Linked DNA regions of Gossypium hirsutum: all the other regions are linked to region 2. A link is a contact called in public Hi-C data. All regions are on one chromosome and are shown on one strand. The core of a region is the stretch at or near the end of the contact, and the rest is flanking DNA. Distances in the headings are between cores, read along the strand shown. Region 1 holds the start of LOC107948336 (60S ribosomal protein L4). Region 2 has its middle 45 kb from the start of LOC107948335. Region 3 holds the start of LOC107948335 (E3 ubiquitin-protein ligase UPL4).

The links. A called contact is a pair of places that touch in the nucleus more often than the background predicts.
Region 1: a contact with region 2 is called in a Hi-C map of hypocotyl, with 2.7 times the contacts expected there. The contact joins the promoter of LOC107948336 here to the enhancer-like site in region 2. A contact is called at or near these places in 7 of 34 Hi-C or Micro-C datasets (callus, hypocotyl, leaf and 1 more).
Region 3: a contact with region 2 is called in a Hi-C map of leaf, with 1.8 times the contacts expected there. The contact joins the promoter of LOC107948335 here to the enhancer-like site in region 2. A contact is called at or near these places in 14 of 34 Hi-C or Micro-C datasets (anther, callus, cotyledon and 5 more).

What each region holds. Positions count from the first base shown.
Region 1 is chrA04:69,249,050-69,252,049 of Gossypium_hirsutum_v2.1, reverse strand. LOC107948336 (60S ribosomal protein L4) reads left to right here and starts at 1,366. Exons shown (of 2, transcript XM_016882838.2): 1 at 1,366-2,620. The coding sequence starts at 1,517.
Region 2 is chrA04:69,187,731-69,190,825 of Gossypium_hirsutum_v2.1, reverse strand. It overlaps the pseudogene LOC107949273. Among protein-coding and RNA genes, the nearest start is that of LOC107948335, 45 kb to the right of the region's middle. Within about 2 kb of position 1,290, at least 3 of the 9 cell types and tissues checked have an H3K27ac peak or open chromatin away from gene starts, as enhancers often do. A contact at or near this core is called in hypocotyl and leaf, where this site is marked.
Region 3 is chrA04:69,142,792-69,145,569 of Gossypium_hirsutum_v2.1, reverse strand. LOC107948335 (E3 ubiquitin-protein ligase UPL4) reads left to right here and starts at 1,376. Exons shown (of 18, transcript XM_016882837.2): 1 at 1,376-1,687; 2 at 2,203-2,778. The coding sequence starts at 2,270.

The DNA.
Region 1 (3,000 bases), core at 117-2,616, 61 kb before region 2:
TTTGGTAGATCTTTTTAGCAATTTTAAAATGTGTTTGTTTCGTCAAAAATGATTTATCGAAAATAATTTTAATATTTTTTTATGTTTGTTTTATGAAAAATAATTTAGTCAATAAAAAATAACTTACTAATTAACGAAAAATAATCCATATTTTCTAAAAGTTAGACTTCTTATTTTGAAGAGCATGAATCATTTAAAAAAAACTTATAAATAACTTGATTTTTATATAAAATCTAATTTGAATAAAGTTGAATATTATTAGAATAAACTTTTATTTTGAAATTTTAATATATCTAAAAAAATAAAATATTATAATTTTTAATATTATTAAACATACATATTTATATTTAATAATATTCTAATAAAATTATTTAAAATTATAATTATAATTTTAATAATAAATTTTGACATTAAAAATAATTTTAAATTTAAATATATACTTAATATTTTATATTAATATTTTAATAATATATACTAAAATTTATAAATATTTAATAGGAAATATTTTTTTTAGATTATAATAAATTTTTTAAACTATAAAATGCATATTATAATTTAAATTCCACTTAGCTTTATGCATCATTTCGAGCTCCAATGCATTGTTATCCATTTATTTATATAATAATAACTTCATTTTTTTTTGTAATCACATGTGTGAGTTTAAGATCAATTCAATTCGGGTTGAAGTGAAATTCAAATAAAACATTCCCAACAATGAGGACTACGAGAGTCAAGTTTAGTCCAAATATTTGGGAGGAAGAACTCTACTTTTACTTCTCCTAACCATCTATTGGTACTTCAAATTAAATTTTAATTAGACATTGATTATTATTAAATGTATACGAGATATTAGTTATTATAAAATATTATCTTATTACAAAATAAATTTTTGCTGTCAAATAGAAATATTTCTATAATATTTTGTAACAAATATGATTTATGTTATATTTATTTCATTGAAAATAACTTAAAATCTTTTTACCAAGCATAGAAGTTAGGTGAGATAGTAAGAGTCTCTCCTACCTTAACCAGTGGTCGAGGGTTTGATCTTCGCTCTGGGTATGGAGCAACTTTAAAATTTGTGACCAGCATTTATCCCCTTAATGGACCTATAGAATGTGGAAGATTGGTTACAAGACTAGCTCGAGTGGATGCCTTAAAAAATGAAAAAAATACATTTATTAAAAGCATAAAATATTTTATGCAAAATTATTCAAACATGAGAAGATATTAAAATTTTTAAAAAAGTAATATATTTTTTAGAAATAATTTTTAAGGAAAGAAACAAAAATAATTAATTAATTTGGACGGGCTGTCCTGTGATGGACCCATAAAGTACATTAAGCTTTGAGTCAGAGTTATTATATTCGGGTCAGCAGCCCAAAATTTGTTAACCATCGGCTCTTTTCCTAATAAAATAGAATATAAATAATCCATACTTCTCAAAACCCTAGAGCTCCTCCCGTTCTTCATTCTACTCCATCTTCACTCCCCCACGTCCCCCAAACCCTACAAAATGGCCGCCGCCGCGCGCCCTCTTGTCTCCGTCCAAACCATAGAGTCTGACATGGCTACTGATGCCACCCCAACCGTTCCTCTCGCTGATGTGATGAAAGCCTCGATTCGACCCGACATCGTCACCTTCGTCCACGACAATATATCCAAAAACAGCCGTCAACCCTATGCCGTCTCCAAACGCGCTGGTCACCAAACTTCAGCTGAATCCTGGGGTACCGGTCGTGCCGTCTCGCGTATCCCTCGTGTTCCTGGTGGGGGTACTCACCGTGCAGGCCAAGGTGCTTTCGGAAACATGTGTCGCGGTGGACGCATGTTTGCTCCTACCAAGATCTGGCGCCGCTGGCACCGGAAAATCAATGTTAACCAGAAGCGTTACGCCGTTGCTTCCGCCATCGCCGCCTCCGCTGTTCCTTCCCTCGTCATGGCACGTGGCCACCGCATTGAGGCTGTACCGGAGATGCCGCTGGTCATTTCTGATGCTGTTGAGAGCGTTGAGAAAACCTCGGGTGCAATCAAGGTTTTGAAACAGATCGGAGCATATCCTGATGTTGAAAAGGCTAAGGACAGCCAAGGAATCCGACCCGGAAAAGGAAAAATGAGGAATCGGAGGTACATTTCCCGTAAAGGTCCTTTGATTGTTTACGGAACTGAGGGAGCTAAGCTTATTAAAGCCTTCCGTAACATTCCTGGAGTGGAGGTTGCCAACGTGGAGAGGCTTAATCTGTTGAAACTGGCACCTGGTGGTCACCTTGGAAGGTTCATTATTTGGACCAAATCGGCTTACGAGAAGCTGGACACAATTTACGGGTCATTTGATAAGCCTTCTGAGAAGAAGAAAGGGTACGTACTGCCTCGATCTAAGATGGTGAACGCTGATCTGGGTAGGATTATCAACTCTGATGAGGTGCAGTCGGTTGTGAAGCCCATTAAGAAGGAGATCAAGAGGGCACCTTTGAAGAAGAACCCACTCAAGAACTTGAATGCTATGCTGAAGTTGAACCCATATGCGAAGACTGCTAGGAGGATGTCTCTTTTAGCCGAGGCACAACGTGTTAAAGCTAAGAAGGAGAAGCTTGACAAGAAGAGGAAGCCCATTTCTAAGGTATATCAAGTTCGTTTTGTTTTGAATGTTTCCTGAATGATGATAATTGTGTAATGGCTTTGTATGTTTGGCTTCTTAAATTATATGTTTTTGCTTATTACTGCTTCATAATTGTTCCATTAATTGCAATGAATATCGTGGTTGTGCTTATGAGAGTACTCTGTTTTGGTGTAGGCCTCCTAGAAATAGTGTATATAGTTTATTGTACACGTTTCGTTTGTTGAGATATTACCTTTATTGGATGTTGCTTCTTTATACCATACTCGGTTTGCTTGACTAACATTTGGCAGATATTACACTTGTATGAGATATTACACTATCTGGTTTAAGTTTAAACAATTTGTTAAAGTGCATCAGTCAAGTTCTATACTTTATAAGTT
Region 2 (3,095 bases), core at 41-2,540:
GCAAATTCTCTTGCATTTTTCCTATATAATCTAACAATTTCTTTGACCATGTTTTAGATTCGCGGATGCCGAAAAGGGGATTTACAAAAGCATCCAACATGATCATGCTGCTGTCTTGTGCCTGATGTTTACGAGTCTTTGCCGTTTGTGAAAAACATGTTGATCAAAATTTATGTTTTGTGTCCTGTGTACGATTAATAAATATCACAGTATGATGAAATAAGAATTTGAGGACAAAGAAATGTTGGTGTTTAGTGCACGTTTTGTTGGAAATGAGTTAATTGTTTCCTCCTATTAATAGAAATGAGTATGTATTGAAAGCGTGGGAAATGTTTTGGGTACGAATTAAATGGTATATTTTGAATGTATTTTTATTATTTTAATAATTTATATTTTTATAATTTTTAAAGGATAGATCAATTTTTTTTATATTTTTAAGAATTAAAGTATAATTTTATCATTATTAATTTAAAATTTTATAAATTTTAAAAATATATAAATGAATTTTTTATTTCATGGTTTATGTTATATTTTCCTACTTGTATTATTGGTTGTCATGCTGAATATTTGTTGAAGATTATCAAAGTTATATTTGATTCAATTGAATACTATGATTGCTTTTAATTTAATCATATAATATTTTCATAATATCACTATCCAAAGCCATAGAAGTTAAATTAAATAATATATGAAATTCGTAAGCCTGAAACGTAAATAATGAATGTTTCAAAATATTTTGTTTTTCTTTTAATTTGGTATTCATATGAATACAAAAAATTCGAGAATCTTGAGTCCATTTATATATATATATGAAAAAATATATATAATGAAAGCTTTTGCTCTTGGCATTTACCTTTTTGTCCTAGAGACAAATTAACATCAAAAGAACATCACAATTCACTTCCACCATTTTCATGGATGGCTTCTACTCTTCCCACCATCAAAAGTTTTTTGCTCTTCCCACCATTTGGGAATTCTTGCACAACTTGTAACCAATGTTGCACCACCTGCATTTGCTCTTGAAGTTGTTTATCTAGTGTTATCTGCTCCCACCATGGTGATTACTTTTTTTTGGCTTTCCCAGCTCGACTAGTAAATCTTTGTAAGCTCTAATACCAATTTGTCACAACCTTAGCAGTGACAAGTTTGGATTTATGGAAGAATTTGAAGAAAGAAGGTTGAAGAAGAGAATTCTGAAATTTTCGTTCACAAGGAAGAAAAGACATTACAATGACCAAATCATGCCTATGACCATTAGCATAAAACTAAGCCCATTAATCAACTAGCCCATCTTTCTCGGTCCCTAACGTCTGTGATCCTCGTAGCCTATTATCTATCAGCTTACATATAGATATTAGCCCATATGTGAGTTTAACTAACCATCGGATACATTATCCATAACTACCCTATTTAGGGATTTCATTCCCAATTTCCCCCTTTGTAGTTGAGATCATGACAATGAGTTTCCTAATGTACCCATCACCTTAGAATGGATGGGATACTGAAGGTACGGTAAATTCTACCTAAGCAAAAAGGCATAACCATCATGCGGCATGTATGAATGTGATAATGCATGGGTGGGTTCAAATTTTCTTTTCCATTTCAAGATTAAAAGAAAGATGAATCTAATCTCACTATTTCGATTATCTAGTGGAACCTAATTATATTTGATATCGATAGTCATTTAATTATAAATAAATTTTCATTTTGATAATTTAATTAAAAAAATTACAATTTAGTTCCTAAAATTTTCAAAAAAAAAAATTTACACCCTAACTAATTCATCAGTAACATGACACTTGTTAAATTGGTATAATAATAAATTTAATTCTCAAATTTTATATTCCCTATCAATTTAACCTTGATTCTATGTAAAAATTATAAAAAAAATGAAAGCTCTTTTATTTTAAAAATTGAAAATTTCTATAAAAGTATTTTAAACAATATATAAAAAATTTAGATGCATAAAAATTATTTTTCGATAAGATTTATAGGGGTTTTAGTTTAACTACAATGCAAAGATTATGTTTTTCTTTTTTTAAGGTCAAGTTTTGATTTTATTTCTTGGTCTTGGTTGATCGATTCCATGGAAGATTGATAACAACATTTGCATAGATTTTTATAGGTTTAATCTTCTCTTTATCATATCATTAAGCTAATTTCCTTAGTTTTATCTTTCAAAAAAGTTTAAGAAGTTGAGTTTTTAATAACTCAAGCCCGAAGTAACAATGTCCAAGGCTACAAGAAAGTCGACGATTCAAGTTCTGAATCCAATCCACTTAAAAGTACTAAGTATGGAGGATTGTATAAGTTGAATTTAGGGGTCGTTGAACCGGGAAATATTAAGTCCAAAAGTGATGGTGTGAATTGATGACGAAGACGATTGGGAAGGGGAGGAGTGTACTATTAATGTACCGTAAATAGAGGACTTAGGATCGATCAAGGAGCGCAGAGGTGTATGGAGAAGAAGGCGGCAACATTGGTTCAGGGAGGGTAATTAGGGTTTGCCATTTTTGGAGGTAATTTATCTTAATATTTGGTAATAGATTGGGTTGGACATTTGGAAGGAAAAAAATTGTGTTAGAAGCACATATTAGGATGATTTGATTTTGAAATAAATTTTTTTATTAATACTTAAAATTATAAAATTTATAATTTTTTTAATTTATAAATAAGAAGATAATATATTTCAATACACTTGAACTCACGTTATTCTCTTATATTATCAACAAGACCAGACTAAATCAGCCATTGAAATAAAATTTTAAATCATCCAATTTACGATGTCGTCCACCTCTAGCTGTTGCGTTTTGGTAGAAGCCTTTAAACTTTTAGGCACCCAAAGTGCAACGTCAACCTACTTAGCTTTTGCGTGTCCCACCCAAGGTGCTTTGCTTTCTTCGCCTCGACGTATAATTCGGTGCTTTGAAAATCCAGAGCCTATATATTTTGTTTTTTATTCTTTTCGTATTGGGAATCTAGCTTTTGTACAAAATGTAAGTTCCTAATTGCTTCCATTTTATTTATATGTCAACTTATATATCATATATTATATATTATAAATTCTTACATCTTAAGTGATAAGAGAACTTAAT
Region 3 (2,778 bases), core at 127-2,626, 45 kb after region 2:
GATTTAGAATGTTGGAAGCATATAGAAATCCTAGGGAAATTGTTCACTACTTTTGCATAAATATTTATATGAATTAAATTGACTTGAACATATGTGGTAAATTTGACTCAGTGAATAATAGTTGAAGGAAAATTACAAAATGATCTAACATGTGCATGCATAGAGGGATATGATCAAAGTTTGTTATGATTATTGTTGGAATTTTTGGAGAGATTAAAATATATTTCTCCAAAATTATTCCTCACTCATGAACTCTAGAATAATAATGATGCAAACATTTATCAAATTTGTTCAAGTGATCATTTGAAAAGCTAGTATTCAAGATTAAATATATAGGATGAAATATTATGTGATGCTGTCATGAGGGGAATAAATAAGCGACACTCTTTTCCCCTTAACCCAGGTTTTGTCTCATTGATTTTTTTTGTAAGGTTTTTAATGAGGCAACATATTAATGCATATATTTACTCTTTTTCTTCACCGATAATATTTTCCACATATATCTTAGTGAGGTTTTAACGAGGTACTTATCTATCGATGGACATCCAATGAGGAATGTTATAAATATTTTATTATTATAGAAGTGGATGTGATTAGGATAATAAGTTTGATTTATTTTGGGACCCTAATGTCTATTAGAAGTAATTTTGGTATAATGTATACTTCTTATGTTTATAAATATAGACTTTGGAGAAGCATGTTCTCATTATAAATAAATTACACACCTATCTTTTGCTTTCCTATTTCTCTTTATTCTTTTTTGAAATTTCTTTTATTTTTATTCTCTCTATTCTTTTATTTCATAATAAAAATATATTAAAAATTAATTGCTATTTCCTAAAATCACAATTACAAATTACAAATTTACAATTGTGTTTGCTGAATTAAGGAAGGGTGACCTTAAACCAAAAGGCATTGCTGACTTAAAAGACCAAAAAACATCAAAATCTCTCCAACTGCCAAGGCAAAAAATTTTGCATCTTATTATCACAAAGGCAGTAGAAGTATCTACTTTGTATTTAGGGTAATATTATATTTTTTCATTTTTACTGAAAAAACAAATTATTCGATGAAAATATAAATTTGTCTTTCTATTAAAAATTCACTCTATTTATTTTTACTGTTTAAAACTAATCTTTAGATATTAATATGAGAAATACATGACACATTACGTGTCATTATTTGATTATTCTATTAACCACATTAATTTTTAACATTACAAATTGATAAAAATTTTAATTGAAAAGATCAATTTTGTTTTAATCTAATATATAGAAATTAATTTATATATTTTTAAATAAAAAAATCAAATACAATCTATCTCTTACCTTGTTAACTATATAATACTTTTACCGCACAAAGCCACAACTAAGCCAACGATGATAATCTGTATAGCTAGTACTTTTGAAGGTGTACGTTTTTCCATACGGTCGAGTAGCACACGATACTGTAGGAGTCTGTACTAGATATATAATTACGATAACTTATTCGGTAATCCCTGGTTTTCTTCATTATCATCACAATCGTATAAATCAAACATCAGCAATAGGAAGAAGAGCGAAAGAAAAATAAAAGGAAAAAGGGAAGGAAAGATCGTCAATCTTCTATAAGTTGATCGCGTTGATTAAAATTTTGTAGGTCTTCGATTCTTTCGAAAGACCGATTAACCATCAATTCTTCTTTTTAGGTACTTAACAGGAAGAAAAAAATAATTTTTTTTGACGTGATTTGTTTTTTCTCTTTGATGTTTTTAAGCTCATCGATTAGTTGTTTTTCGCTTTTATTTTCTCATTAATTTCTTTGTTTTTTCTATTTTCCTTTTTAAAAAAGAACATTTTTAGTTGTATTAGGTTTGCTTTGAAGAGATATATATTTTTAATTGTTTTGAGGATTGATCGCTTATTAATGGTTTTGACGATTCAGTTGCCCTCTTCAAACTAACCCTATTTTCTTTGTTTTGATTTTCTTTCGTCTTCTAAATACTATGCTTTTATTTATTTGTTTTAAAAAAAATTCCCTTTTTTCCCTTTTGAAGTTCTAAACTGAGCCTTGTTATGATTAAAATTTTGATGGTGATTATATAGATTTTTTTTGGGCTACTGTACAACAGTAATGTTCATATTCTACGATGATATTCTTATTTTCTTCCGTATGAAACTGTTAATTTTCGCTTTGTTTAATGCGATTAATTTTTTTATTCAGGTTGGAGTGAATTGTCTTGGTTTGGAAATTCGTCAGTCCAAAAGAAAGAAAAAGGGAACGAATTCACATGGGAAGTCGAGGGCAGAAACGAACGGAAACAGCCGACGAATTACCAGCAGATAAGCGAGCTTGTAGTTCATTAGATTTTCGACCAAGTTCCTCTAACTGTTCCTCAGTCAGAACTCACCTCAATTTACCAAATTCCACTCCCGATGCTGACATGGAAACTTCCTCCTCCACCTCGGCTTCGAGCCGATCGGATGGTGAACACGAGAAGGAAGACGAATCAGCTTATGGATCATGCGATTCTGACGATGCTGAGCAACAACCACGGCACCACATTTTAAGAGACTATCAGAGAAGAAGATCGTCGAGTGATCATGGAAAATTGAATACTATTTTGTCAAATTTGAACGAAGGAAATGGAGGTTCGGGCCAACTGGCTGCGTTGACTGAACTTTGTGAAGTGTTGTCTTTTTGTAATGAGGATTCGCTTTCGAGTTTGATGGCGGATTCTTTATCACCAGTACTTGTAAATCTTGCGAAGAACGAGAGTAATGCTAATATAATGTTGTT